4 separate regions of the Mus musculus genome follow, and all the other regions are linked to region 2. Evidence: chromatin contacts called from public HiChIP or PLAC-seq and promoter capture Hi-C data. All regions are on one chromosome and are shown on one strand. Each heading gives the region's core, a stretch centred on a gene start, on an enhancer-like site or on the middle of the called end of the contact. The rest is flanking DNA. Distances are from core to core; before and after follow the strand shown.

Region 1 (3,013 bases), core at 184-2,683, 320 kb after region 2:
AAATCAAACCCAAAGGCTGGAGGCAGAAGAGTGGGGGTGGCAGGAAGAAGGCTTGGAATGGTGGCTGCTGGCTGCCTCTTTGTAAGAAGCCCTATAAGGGAGGATTAAGGTTTCCTGAGCAGCTGGAAGCAGGAAGTCACCTTTCAAGATGGAGATGGCCCCTCTGGTTATCAGATGGCCTTCAATGAGGCACTATTATTATTCCGTGTGTGTTTCTTTTCTCCTCTACCTACCCCCACTTCCCCCTCTGAGACTGGGTTTTTCTGGCTATCCTAGAACTCACTCTGTCTATCAGGCTGGCCTCAAACTCAGTGCTCTGCCTGCTTTTGCCTCCTGAGTGCTGGGATTAATACACCACCATGCCTGGTTTCCATAATTCTTATTGTTGCCCATCTCTCCTACAAAGTTAGTCGTTTGATAACTGACCTGGCTTACCATGCTGTCCGTAGTTGGAAAGTGGCTGCATGTAGTAGGTGCATAGTATTTGCTGCGAGAATGAAGATAGACAAGTCCAAAAGGACCCCTTGCCTTCCCTGCTAACTAGCTATCCCAGTCCAATCTAACTCGACGTATCTTTGAAAGAGTTTCTTTAAATATCTACCTTTTCCCTTTTCCCAGAAGACTTTACAAATCCAGCCCATTCTAGAGTTTCTTTTCTTTTCTTTTTTTAAGACAGGGTCCTCATGTAGCCCACACTAGATTCAAACTCGCTGTGTACTAAGTAAGTCTGGCCTTGAACCCTCCTGTCCACACCTCCAGTTGGGATCTAAGGTATGTGTCACCATGCCCAGTTATTTGTTTGCTTGTTTGTTTCGAGACAGGGTTTCTCTGTGGAGCCCTGGCTGTCTTGGAACTCACTCTGTAGACCAGGCTGGCCTCGAACTCAGAAATCCACCTGCTTCTGCCTCTAAGTGCTGGGATGAAAGGCGTGCGCCAACACTGTCCGGCCCACCATGCCCAGTTTTAAGCTCGATTATTTATTTAATTTAAGACTGGTCTTCCTGTGTAACCCAAGCTCCAACATGTTATCTGTCGTTCAGTCTCTGCGGCCTGAGAACAGAGATCCCACGTTCCATCGTGCAAGGTTTATAGTATATAGTTTCGAAAGGGTGGGGACTTTTCCTGACTTCTTTAATGCCAAGGCAGAAAACACGGTCTCACACATAGCAGGCAGCCAAATAAATCTTGATTATGTCTGAATGGCTGAATGGGAACACATTCCACCCCGAAACAGGTTAAAGCCGGATGAGGAGCCCCGCCTTATGAATCATTCATGACTTGGGCCCCGCCCACACGGGGTGACGCGCGCGTTCCCGCTAGAAGCGCCTGGGCTCCCACGCTGGGCGGGCAGCCGGAGGTGCGTTCTGCGCCGGCGCCGAGAGCCCGGGGCCTCCTCAGGTGCGCGCGCGCGGGAGGGCGGCGGCGGCAGCGCAGTGCGCAGGCGCGGCAAGTGAACTGCGCAGGCGTCAGTCTTGGGCGGGCTGAAAGCAGCTGAAGCGGCGGCCGAGTCGGAGCCTCCGGCACAGGGGCGGGAGCTGAGGCGGTAGCGGACCGGCTGGCGGGCTAGCGAAAGGCGGCGGAATGGTGGACTACCACGCAGCGAACCAGGCGTACCAGTACGGCCCGAACAGCGGCGGCGGCAATGGCGCGGGTGGCGGCGGAAGCATGGGCGACTACATGGCCCAGGAGGATGACTGGGACCGGGACCTGCTGTTGGACCCGGCCTGGGAGAAGCAGCAGCGCAAGGTGCGCGGCCCGTGACCCGGGCTGGGTGGCGTCCTGCGCGTGGCGGGGAGGCCTGGAGGAGGGTCCTGGGAGACAATTGGCGGGTTCGGGAACGGGTTTGCAGTCCCGGAGAGGGATTACAGAGCTTAAGGAAGCAATTGGGAATCTGGAGGGGGAGGGGGGAAGTGGCGGCCAGGTAGGAGACACGGGGAACTGGGACAAACGAGATGATGATTCGGGAGGTTGCAATGGAACTAGGTTTTAAGGCGAGATTGTTGGATCAGAGGAAGCATTGATGGGGCCCAGGCAAGCAATGGGGTCCAGGAAGGGAATTGGTGAGCCTGGATAGTATTTGGTTTGGGAATCCTAGTATGGAGGAGATAGTCTGGAGTGCAGAGAGTCTGAAGAAGAGATTGGAATTGCAGGAAGCCTTAGTGTGTGTGTGTGTGTGTGTGTGTGTGTGTTGGGGGGTGGTTCTAGAAGAGATGAAGAATCAGGAAAGGTAAAAAGGGGGCACTAAGGAGAGGATTGTGGAATCCTGAGACAGGGAGGGGGGCCTGCATGGGCTAGGGTGTGTGGTGAGTAGGTGTTAAGATGGTCTGATGGGACTAGGGGTCTGAGAAGGTAGGTGTTCAGGACAGAAGTTAGGGGCCTAGGAACAAAAAAGATGTTTGTGTGAGGAGGGTGAGATTTATTGAGGGCGCCTTGCTGTAAAAAGAAAAGGATAGGGGCGTAATTAGAATTGATGGGGAGACCCAAAAGAGTGTGGGTGCTTTGAAGAAGGGAGAGGTAGTGAAACAGTTAAGGTTCCAGGTTCACGGGGAAATAGTTCAACAGTGAGAATAGTGGAAGACAGTAGGAGCAGGGATGGAGGATAATGGGAGGGGGTTAGTTTGGGAAAATGGAAGTCTGATTAGGAATGCCTGATTAAAAGACTTGGGGGTTCATTGAGTGAGGAAGAAATGAGTGTTCTGGGAGAGTAGTGTCTTTTGATGGGGAGGGTAGGTGAAGGGGTATTAAAATAGTATTTCCTGATGGTATTTAGGAGTGTGGGGGCGATGCTAAAGGGAAGCCACAGTATGGAGTGGAGGTCAGAGTAGGAGGCCAGGAGTGGAGATGTGTTGGGTGGTTGAGAGGGAAGCTAGGAGTGATGGGAGAGAGGGTGTGAGTGTATGCAGAAAGAGCTAAAGAAGGGTGTGTTGAGTGGGTGAGAATGTGGGGGATGGTTCGCAAGAGTGTGAGGAGAGTGGGAAATTAAAATTGAAGTTAGAAGCTACTTCATGCTTTC
Region 2 (3,055 bases), core at 463-2,962:
GGGAGTACAGGCTTGCGCAACCAGGCCTACTTTGTTTACCGTAATAAGGACGTTATTTTCTTTTTCTTTTCTTTTTTAAAAAAAGATTTATTGGGGCTGGTGAGATTGCTCAGTGGGTAAGAGCACCCGACTGCCCTTCCAGAGGTCCTGGGTTAAATTCCCAGCAACCACATGGTGGCTCACAACCATCCATAACGAGATCTGACGCCCTCTTCTGGAGTATCTGAAGACGGCTACTCGTTTTGGATGGTTGTGAGCCACCATGTGGTTGCTGGGAATTGAACTCAGGACCTCTGGAAGAGCAGTCAGTTCCTTTTTTTTTTTTTTTTTTTGATTTATTTATTATTGTATGAAGTATACTGTAGTTGTCTTTAGACACCAGAAGAGGGTGACAGATCTTATTATAGATGGTTGTGAGCCACCATGTGGTTGCTGGGATTTGAACTCAGGACCTTCAGAAGAGCAGTCAGTGCTCTTAACCGCTGAGCCATCTCTCCAGCCCTATTTTATTTTTCTTAAACACATTTATTTGTGTGTGTGTGTGTGTGTGTGTGTGTGTCTGTGTGTGTGTGTGTGTCTGTGTGTGTGTGTCTGTGTTCGTGTGGTCTGGCAGGTGCCATGGCTACAGTGTGGAGGTCAGAGAACTTCAGGAAGCCAGTTCTCTTCTTCCACCGTGTTTGCACCAGGAATCTCCTGGCCGCCTGGGCCCCGGAGAGAAGCAGCGAAGCTAACAAGGCGTGGAGCACCCGGGCACGCCAGGCCTCCAGCCGTTGGGGGGTGGTGGTGGGGGGTGACCTTGCGAGCAGGTGCGAATCTGGTCATCAGGTTTGGTGGCAGTTGTATTTACTTAGCCACTTTGCCAGCCCAAGAGCAGTATTTTCAATGATAACGAGATCATTAATTCTTCTGCTAACGGCCTTCTACTTCCTCTGTCAGCCCTCCTCCATTCATCCAGTTTAAATGGAGCTTCTTTCCAGAAGCCCACCCTGGTTCTGTGGTAGTGGTTTGTAAGTCTCCTTTGGGTGTTGTACCTAGTCCAGTCCCCGTGTCCCTCCCCCTTTCAGGTCTGTTCATCCTTTGCAAGCTTCTGATCGTCACCCTAACACCTCTATATATTTGTATTTGTCTTCCTGTACGGGGTCCAGAGAAACCTGCAGTTTTAAGGACTTGTCACCTCTTTCCAGACAGTGCCCTGCCTAACTGGCAGTCGCACTGAATAGGAAACTGGGCTCTGATCATGCCCTGATTTTCACTGTCCCAACCCCTGCTCACTCAACTGTAGGATTTCACCATCACATTCCTGATCACTCTTCCCTCTGCTTCCGCATCACTACTACGGGCTGATCCTGTTTGACGACACACAGGCCAAGCTGGCCTGGCCACTGCTCAATCCGGGACATTTGTTTATGGCACAGAGAACGAGGAATTTAGGCAGGATATATCTCTCACACCTAAAGGAACGCTAAAGCAGAGCGGGCAGACAGCCACAGGTTTCCGAAAAGTTTCTCTCGCCATAGTCACAGCGCAAGCACGAAGGCGCAAGGACGTCGTGGCCAACAGACCCACGCCTCCCGCAAGGTCCGGCTGGGGCGGGGTCAATGCCAACCACGCCTCCTCCCAGGAGCCGGGGGCGGTGCCAGGTGCAGGCCGCAGAGCCAGGTGCGGGGCCCTCCGCGCTTGCGCCGCATCTGCCCCGCCCCGCCAGGTGCGCCCCACCCCCAGCCTGGGTGCCACCTTCTCTTGTGTCCCTGCGTCCGCCATTCGCCGTAGTACTCCTCGGACGGGTGGAGGCTTTCACAGTCTGGGGAAGAGTCGCAGAGTGTTGCCGCGCGAGTCCAGGGACCGTGTTGGGAGGCAACTAAGGCGTCGCACGCGCCAAAAGCCAGAAAAAAGGGCTTCCGGGGACCCGGGCGCCTCGAAGTCCTACTCCGGGGCGAAGCCGCACCTGAGCCCGCGGACCTGCAGTGCGCGTGCGCGGCCGTGGGCTTTCCCGCACCTGCTCGCGAGACCCCACCCCCACACCCCAACGGCCGGCGGCTCGAGGCCTGGCGCGCGGCGCTGGCAGCAGGTCATGGCGCAGCTTTGTGAGCTGCGGCGGGGCCGGGCGCTCCTCGCCTTGGTAGCTTCGCTGCTCCTCTCCGGGGCCCAGGTGGCCAGCCGAGAACTAGACGTCCACGGTGAGGGCCAGGCGGGGGATCCGGGAGCAGGGGATAGAGGAGGCCGCAGCGAAAGTGGGGGTACTCGGTGCGCAGAGTGATCGCAGGCTCCTTGGGGTTGGGGAGGATGGGCGGTGGAGCCAGACCTGCAGGTGGCGGGCTAGGAAGGGTAGGAGCCTCGCGAGCGCGGGGGCGTAAGGGTTAGCAAAGTGTCCCTTCCAGAAGGAAGGAGGAAGGGAGGGAGATGAGGTGTATTGACCCAGGAAGGCGTGGCACTGGAAGTGGGTGAGGAGCTCAACGAAGCGGAAATTGCTTGGCCAAAGAAAGCCCGGGGTGGGGACGGGGACTTGGGGTGGGGGTGGGGGGCGCATTCAAGCCTCAGAGGTGGAAATTTGTTCGGGAGACCTGTTGGCCGCTTTGGGTACAGGGAAAACGCACTTCGGACACCTGTTGATATCACATATGGCAACAGCCCCATGATCTCCCGAGGAAGAAGAGAAGCAGCGGTTGGTAGAAGGGAGGAGCTTTGCCAAGGTGCCTGCCAATGCAGGAACGTCTGTTCTCCGAGTGTAGTATTGGCACCCAGCAGCTGGGGTTTGCGTCTTTAGGAGTCGTTACAACTTTTAACTGCTTCAGACAACCACTAGCCAGCTTTGAAAAGATCTCTTTTGAAAGAATTCATTGATTGAGCAAACTTAATTGAGTCCCCGCTGAGGGTCTGTAAGAATGGTGGTCGTGGCTGACTCAAGACTAGACAGGTTCCTGAATTCGCAGAGCTTGGATTCCAGTGGGAGCGAACACTTAACGTGCAGAGTACTCGCCAAAGATTAAATGACTAGCGGTGACTAGAAGACAGCGGGATAAGAACAGTGATAGAAGATGGTGAAGGGTACTTAACT
Region 3 (3,291 bases), core at 238-2,737, 450 kb before region 2:
GTATTTCCTCTTTGTTTTTATTTTTTTTCCTCCCAACCTATGTTGATATATGGCCCCATGGACGTGGGCTGTGGCAAAAGCATACCTGCTATCTATGTAGATGTTTTGTCTTCTTTCTTTTTCTAATTCCAAGGCCTTAGTGAGAGTGATCAGTTCCTCCTTTTGGGCCGATACGTCATCTAGCAGGGCCTGTGTCCAGATAACTTGGTGTCTCTGTCTACCACAGCTGCTCCAGCATGTTTCCTCTCTTCTTCTAGATAGCTGCTCCTGTCTGTCAACCAGGTAATGTCTGCACCCTCTAGTGGCTGGTCTGTCAGATCTTTATGCCACCCATGTGCCTTAGCAAGAGCTTGCTGACAGTCATGGGCAGGGGGCTCTAAGTAGCATGACCCCAGTCAATTCTGAGACTGAAGGCAATTTTCCCAATCTGCTTTGTATAGTATTTTAATTTCATGCAAGTATTCAGGGCGAGCAGTACAGTAAGGAACTAACAAGGCAGTAAGCAAAAGTCCCGTGATTACTCCTGTGACAGGTGTTTAAAAGTGCTTGTCATAATGACCAAAATACTTGAGCCCACTTCCTTGTCCAAGCCCAAAATCTTGCCTGAAGCCTACTTCTTTTGTTGCACCCTAAGATTAAAATTCCTGCCTTACCCCACTTCCCTATTATAGCCTAAAGTTAGATTTTTTTTTTTAAAGGACAGCATTCTCAACAAATGGTGCTGGTTCAACTGGCAGTCAGCATGTAGAAGAATGCAAACTGATCCATTTAAAAAAACTTTTTAATTATTTTTTATTTATATGAGTACACTGTAGCTGTCTTCAGACACACCAGAAGAGGGCATCATATCCTATTACAGATGGTTGTGAGCCACCATGTGGGTGCTGGGAATTGAACTCAAGACCTCTGGAAGAGCAGTCAATGCTCTTAACCGCTGAACCATCTCTCCAGCCCCTAAAGTTAGATTCTTGCCTAAGCAAGAAACTTACTTCCTTATCATGCCCTAATGCTAGATTCCTGCCTGAACTTATGTCCCTGTCATGGCCAATGTCAGATTCCTGTGTGAAGCCCATTTCCTTGTCCTAGGCCAATGTCAGACTCCTGCCAAGCGGTACCTCAAAAGGCCCTCCACAAAAACGCTCAAGCCTAAGTTGGCTAATATTTAACTACCCTCCTACTTGAATATGATCTGCCCACTTCCAGATCTGCCCACCTCCAGATCACATTAGCTCAAACACACAAAGGTTCTGGAACATCTTGGCTCCTCAGGAGAAGTTTTGATCTAGAGGTCAAACATGAACAGTGCCTCTGTCAGAACAACCATTATAAATTCCTCTGTTTCCTTCTGAGAACAAAGCTACAGGTTTCCAGCATTTTTAGCCTGTCACACATCTGAGAGCCTGACTTGCTAGAGCCCTGCTCTCAAGGCCTTGGGCCCGTGCTGGGAAAATTCGCGTTACCATGGAAACGCGCAAGCCACGCAGGCCTGCCTCGTGCAAGGTGGAAGTCCAAGCAGCCATTTTAGGAGCTGGAAAGAGGGGTTGAACAGGCACTGCCAAGCAATGGTTGACCGGTTTTAACCAAGTGACTGGTACGGTGGGGCGGGGAGAAGAGGACGGTGCCATCCTAGGGGATGATGGGGTGTGTGTGTGTGGGGGGGGGAGTTGAGAAGGAGAGGGGAGGGGTGGGAGGCAAGGCAAGGAAAGGCTGGGAAAAGAGCAGGGCCAGGCAAAGAAAGGGCGAGGTGAAGGCCAGGGCGTGGCCTGAAGGATGGGTTTGGGTGCGGCTAGAAGAGGCGGGGCATAGGGCAGGTGGATGTTCAGGGAATGGACAGGAGAGATGAGAGAAGGTGGAGGGAAAAGGTGTTGGTGGGGACAGTGAGGATCGCGAAGTCAGCGTGGGTGTGGAATGACGGGAGGTCTTGCGGCCAGAGGACCATCTTTACCCAGGAGAGACCCAGAGATCAGGAGCGAAGTCCAGGCAGAGACACAAACTGGGGCAAGGAGAGAATTGTTTACCAGAGGGGGTTCGGTAAAGAGAGAGCCAAATGGGAGGACAGGTCTGGTAGAGAGAGAACGGACTGCAGTGAGGAGCGACTACCCTGCGAGGAAACAACCGGAGGCGAGGAGAGACCCCAAGGAGTAGAGAGGCCCCACGACCAGGAAAGGTTCCCTAAGGAGAAGGTGGCCCGGCGGGGCGAGCTGGTGCTGAGGAGAAATCACCAAGGCGGGAGAAGGGCTTTAAAGAAAAGGGGTGCGACGAGCAGGAGGGCCAGGTTGCCCTGGACCCAGGGAGAAGTGGCCAGGACCAGGGGCGTGGCCAAGAGAGGAGACAGTGAGGATTCGAACTACTGCAACACTTGGGGCCTGAACCAGGACCAGGGGCGTGGCCAAGAGAGAAGGCAGAGTGAAGATCCGCTCTACCACAACACTTCAGACTGGAGCCAGGACCAGGGGCGTGGCCAGGAGAGAAAGCTGAGCAGGATCTGATTTCCAGAAAGATTCAGACTTTAAGCCAAGGCAAAGCGCCTAGCGAGTAAGGAGGTGTGGATGAGGAAGAAGACTAGAAGCAGAGCAGGAGCGAAAAGGGGCGTGGCGAAGAGCAGTGTGAGGGCGGGGAACCTTGTGAGGGCGGAGCCAAGTCCCCTGAGGGGCGTAGTGGTAAGGAAAACACTCTGGCAAGACAAGAAAAAAAAGAGGGACTTGGTAGGTTAGGAGTTCCAAGAACTGGAACAGAGAAGAGCAAGGCCAGGGCAAAGGGGGAGAGAGCAACTAGGAAGCAGGGTGAAAAGAGCCGCAGGGGTAGGGACAGTAGTAAGAGCAGGGGCGGGGCGAGGAGTATTAGTAGGGGAGGAGCTGAGAGTAAGGGCGTGGCAAGGCCTAAGAGCAGGGCCCAGGCAGAGAGTAAGGGGCCCCAAAGCCTGATCAAAGGTGGAGCTAGGAAGAAGAGTGGGAAAAGGGGCAGGAACTGAGCGGTTTCCTAGAGATCAGCCTCAGCTAGCCAACTTGCAAGTGGGTGTTAATCCCCACGTTCTCCAGGTTCTAGCTACATGGTGTCCCGGCCAGCCATGTCCCCTGTCAGCCCTGTGTGGCCGAGAAAACCAAACCTTTGGGCATTCTGGGTACTGCGGCTAGTGCTATTGCTGTCATTGAAGTCGTGGGCTGAAGATGCTTTACAGCATTGCACCTGGCTTCTTGTCCTGAACAAGTTCGAGAAGGTAGGCTTGCATCTCTCCAAGGATCGATTTCAAGATCATGAGCCCATCGATACAGTGGCCAAGGTGTTCCAAAA
Region 4 (3,178 bases), core at 41-2,540, 360 kb after region 2:
CCCACTGTATTTTGGACAACAAGAAGGATCACACATGGCAGGAGAGTGGGGTGTGTGTCTGCTAGAATCCGTACAACAATTAAAAAAGGCATGGTAGTTCACACTTGTCATCCTAGTGCTTGGGAGGGGGAGGCAAGAAGATTGAGAGTTCAAAGCCAACGCAGTGGAGATGGCTTAGTGGTAAAGAGCACCCCCAGAAGGCCTGTGTTCAACCCCCAGCACCCACATGGCAGTTCACAGCTGTGTATAAATTCTAGTTTCAGAGAATTCGATGCCCTCTTCTAGGTTTCAAAATTAAAAAGTTCAAAGCCACATAGTGAGAGGGAGGCTAGCCTCTCTTACTCCCCCAACCCCCAAAAGAAAAGAAAAAATAGACATGGATGGAGACTGCTGCATGATGTGAGCCATGGTCTGTACCTGCAGTCTAGGGTGGACAGAGCTCAGAGTAACCAACCACTTGAAGCAGTTGACAGGATTCCTGAAGTTAGGGGCAGAGGAGACATTGAGCACTACTGCCTTAGCACACACACAGGTCTTTATAATGTTCACAGCCCCAGTGGCATCTTCATTGCTGTGTTAGGTAAGAGAAAATGGATGTTAGGAAAGGTTAGAAAATTTGTCTCAGAATTATAGCCAAGTCTAGACTTGGTTTGTCTGAATTCAGACCTGTCAGGTGAAAGAAGGAGAATTGGGGCTGGAGGAGGAGGGGATTGGCAAACAGGTAAGTGAGAGCCTGCTTTGGGGTCCCTCCCCTGAAGGAGCACACAGATGTGGGTGACAGAAGAGATCATTGTCAGCGATCAGTAGCTGACACTGGGTCAGAACCAGACTGTGCAGAGTGGTGGGTCAGTCTTTAGGAGGAGCTATACCGTGTTTTAGTTTTAGTTGTTATGAGACAGATTCTTGGTATGTTAGCTCAGGTTAGCCTCAAACTATGATCCTCCTGTGTCTGCCTCCTGAGTGCTGGAGTTATAAGCATGTACCACCACACCCACATGGGTTGCATTTTGAGTGATGGGTAAGTGATGGTTCCATTGCAAGGCTACAAAGTAGGCAGAGGCATGGGTAGGTGAGAAACACCAGAGTGCAACCAGGAGGGGTCTCTGTCTCCCAGTCATAGCACTTTGCATAGCAGCATGGGTGAGTGGTTGGGTCTGGCTACTCCAGCTGCCCTCATTTGCTGAGTCCTCGCTGTAGGTTGGTGTATTATTAGACAGTGTCTTTGTCTGGAAGGCGCCTTCTGCTGAGTCTCTGAATGAGCAGGCCTGCCGGCAGTTGTCAAAACACATGATGCTTGGCCAGAGGCTCCATGGAAGCCCTTGGCACCCCGTGTGGCCTTTGCTTACACCCCAGGCATGGAATGTGCTCTTGCATGTTCCTGGCGGGCTGCCCATTTCTGTTCTGGGGGCTCCTAGGAGAGCAAAGGCTTGGGTTTTCCCAGATCCTGCCGTGGGAGGGAGAGGGCCAGTTTCCCCAGAAGATGTCTGGGCTTGTTTGTATTAACTGATCTGAGCCGCTTCTGTGGCAGAGATAACAGGCTTCAGCTTGCAGGCACTGAGTGGCCCTGCACTTGGGTGTTCTGCCACCATTTGCAGTATGCTGGGCTCTGGGACGGCAGCTTCTTACTTTGTAGCTCTCTTCCAGAGCATCTACCTGAGCTTCAGAAACTTCCCAGATACGTCTTACCTTTCAGCCACCCCTAAGGCACATCCAGTTTCCAACATTTGGAAGAATGCACTATGTAGGGAGGCCAAGGTGTTTGACCTGTGAGGCTGCAAACTATGGGTCAGAATTGGGGCTTACAGCAGAGGGCTTAGCTGCTGGGTTACCTCAGCTCCAGGGAGGCTTGGTTTGTAGAATACTTTGCTCACCCACTAGTTTTCTTGCCCCAGGTCATATGTGTCCAGTAGTAGGAAGGTCACAGCTGAGGCTACGTAAAGAAAGCCTGTTAACTCTTGGACCGGTGTCTGCCTGGGAATGAATGCCTCTTTAACAGCCTGCCTAGATCACTTTTAAGATCAGGAAAAAAATTGTATGTAGCTGAATGTGGTCCCATGCTTACATAATCTCAGCATTTGGAGAAGTGGAGGCCAAAAGACTAGGAGGCCATCCTTGAATCCAGCCGGGGCTACGTGAGAACCTGTCTTAAGGCATGATGTATATAGAGGGTCAGTACTGCTTGGTGTAAAGCCCTGATGCTGGCTTACCTCTATCCCTTCTCTGTTCCTCTTCCTTAGACCTTCACAGCCTGGTGCAACTCTCATCTTCGGAAGGCTGGCACTCAGATCGAGAATATCGATGAGGACTTCAGGGATGGGCTCAAACTTATGCTTCTGTTGGAGGTCATTTCAGGTAAGGCTCAGGTAGCACTGTGCAACCCATACTATACCCTGCTCTAGCAGGCACTGGTGCTGCCCCTTTGCCACTGGGAAGCTTGACAGTTTCAGCCTGTGTGGTAGGGCTGGGAGTGGTTTGAGTGACTGTGAAGATCCCCCTCACCACCTGTCTTCTCAGGGGAGCGTTTGCCTAAGCCAGAGCGGGGGAAGATGCGAGTGCACAAGATCAACAATGTAAACAAAGCCCTGGACTTCATCGCCAGCAAGGGAGTCAAGCTGGTGTCCATCGGGGCAGAAGGTAAGCGGGGGATGGGAGGGAGGGCTGGCTGCTAGGCTCCTAAATAGGACTTCTGTGAGCTGAATGAATATAGGAAGCGTTGCTGGTGGTGACTAACAGTGGCTCCTACACTTACTTGATAGCATGGCGGCTCTATGACCTCTACACCCTTAAGCAAAGCTAGAGTGAGGAGGAACTCTGAATTGGCCCCTGTACACATGACCTTGTTTATGTCTGTCAAGAGCACCTCTGCCTGGTCCATATGGGTAGAAGGAAATACAAGGAGGAAAGGGGAGTTAGTAGCCAGAGCAGGACATTGGAGCAGGAAGCACAAGGTCAAAGGTCAGCCCTAGGCTTTGCTTCAGCTGTGCAGGCTGAGTACATGGCTCTGGACACCCAGGAGTCCTCTGTCTCGGCCAACCCCTCCTGGGGCAGCAGCTTCTGAGGCCCTGGGGTTGAGTTCCCAGGCGCCTTTGGATGAGGAGAGGCTCATGGAGCTCATGCCAACAGCCTCTCTGCTCATTAGTCAAAGCAGAGTTTCTTGCCCTGACATCCATGTTGTCCC

The links. Promoter capture Hi-C pulls out the DNA fragments that hold promoters and counts their contacts. HiChIP or PLAC-seq counts read pairs in DNA pulled down with a chosen protein or histone mark. Capture Hi-C pulls out chosen DNA fragments and counts their contacts.
Region 1: a promoter capture Hi-C map of pancreatic islet shows a contact between it and region 2. The contact joins the promoter of Actn4 here to the promoter of Spint2 in region 2. A contact is called at or near these places in 5 of 39 promoter capture datasets (cranial neural crest, fetal liver, hippocampal neurons and 2 more), 15 of 484 Hi-C or Micro-C datasets (B cells, CD8 T cells, the N1E-115 cell line and 9 more), 4 of 115 datasets of contacts at active chromatin or transcription factors (double positive thymocytes, embryonic stem cells and pancreatic cancer cells) and 2 of 9 other capture datasets (macrophages and pancreatic islet).
Region 3: a contact with region 2 is called in an H3K27ac HiChIP or PLAC-seq map of embryonic stem cells, with 3 times the contacts expected there. The contact joins the promoter of Catsperg2 here to the promoter of Spint2 in region 2. A contact is called at or near these places in 3 of 115 datasets of contacts at active chromatin or transcription factors (embryonic stem cells and stem cell-derived neural progenitor cells).
Region 4: a contact with region 2 is called in a promoter capture Hi-C map of hippocampal neurons, with 1.5 times the contacts expected there. The contact joins the enhancer-like site here to the promoter of Spint2 in region 2. A contact is called at or near these places in 2 of 39 promoter capture datasets (the C10 cell line and hippocampal neurons), 1 of 15 datasets of contacts at CTCF or cohesin (large pre-B cells) and 2 of 115 datasets of contacts at active chromatin or transcription factors (embryonic limb bud and pancreatic cancer cells).

Annotation. Positions count from the first base shown.
Region 1 is chr7:28,960,752-28,963,764 of GRCm38.p6, reverse strand. Actn4 (actinin alpha 4) reads left to right here and starts at 1,433. Exons shown (of 21, transcript NM_021895.3): 1 at 1,433-1,746. The coding sequence starts at 1,582.
Region 2 is chr7:29,280,634-29,283,688 of GRCm38.p6, reverse strand. Spint2 (serine protease inhibitor, Kunitz type 2) reads left to right here and starts at 1,712. Exons shown (of 7, transcript NM_011464.2): 1 at 1,712-2,177. The coding sequence starts at 2,072.
Region 3 is chr7:29,725,228-29,728,518 of GRCm38.p6, reverse strand. It overlaps Catsperg2 (cation channel sperm associated auxiliary subunit gamma 2), which reads left to right and starts at 1,487. Exons shown (of 29, transcript NM_029714.4): 1 at 1,487-1,591; 2 at 3,039-3,291. The coding sequence starts at 3,050.
Region 4 is chr7:28,918,128-28,921,305 of GRCm38.p6, reverse strand. Actn4 (actinin alpha 4) reads left to right here. Exons shown (of 21, transcript NM_021895.3): 2 at 2,238-2,352; 3 at 2,515-2,634. Among named protein-coding and RNA genes, the nearest start is that of Gm38978, 7.8 kb to the left of the region's middle. Within about 2 kb of position 1,290, at least 126 of the 459 cell types and tissues checked have an H3K27ac peak or open chromatin away from gene starts, as enhancers often do. A contact at or near this core is called in hippocampal neurons, where this site is marked.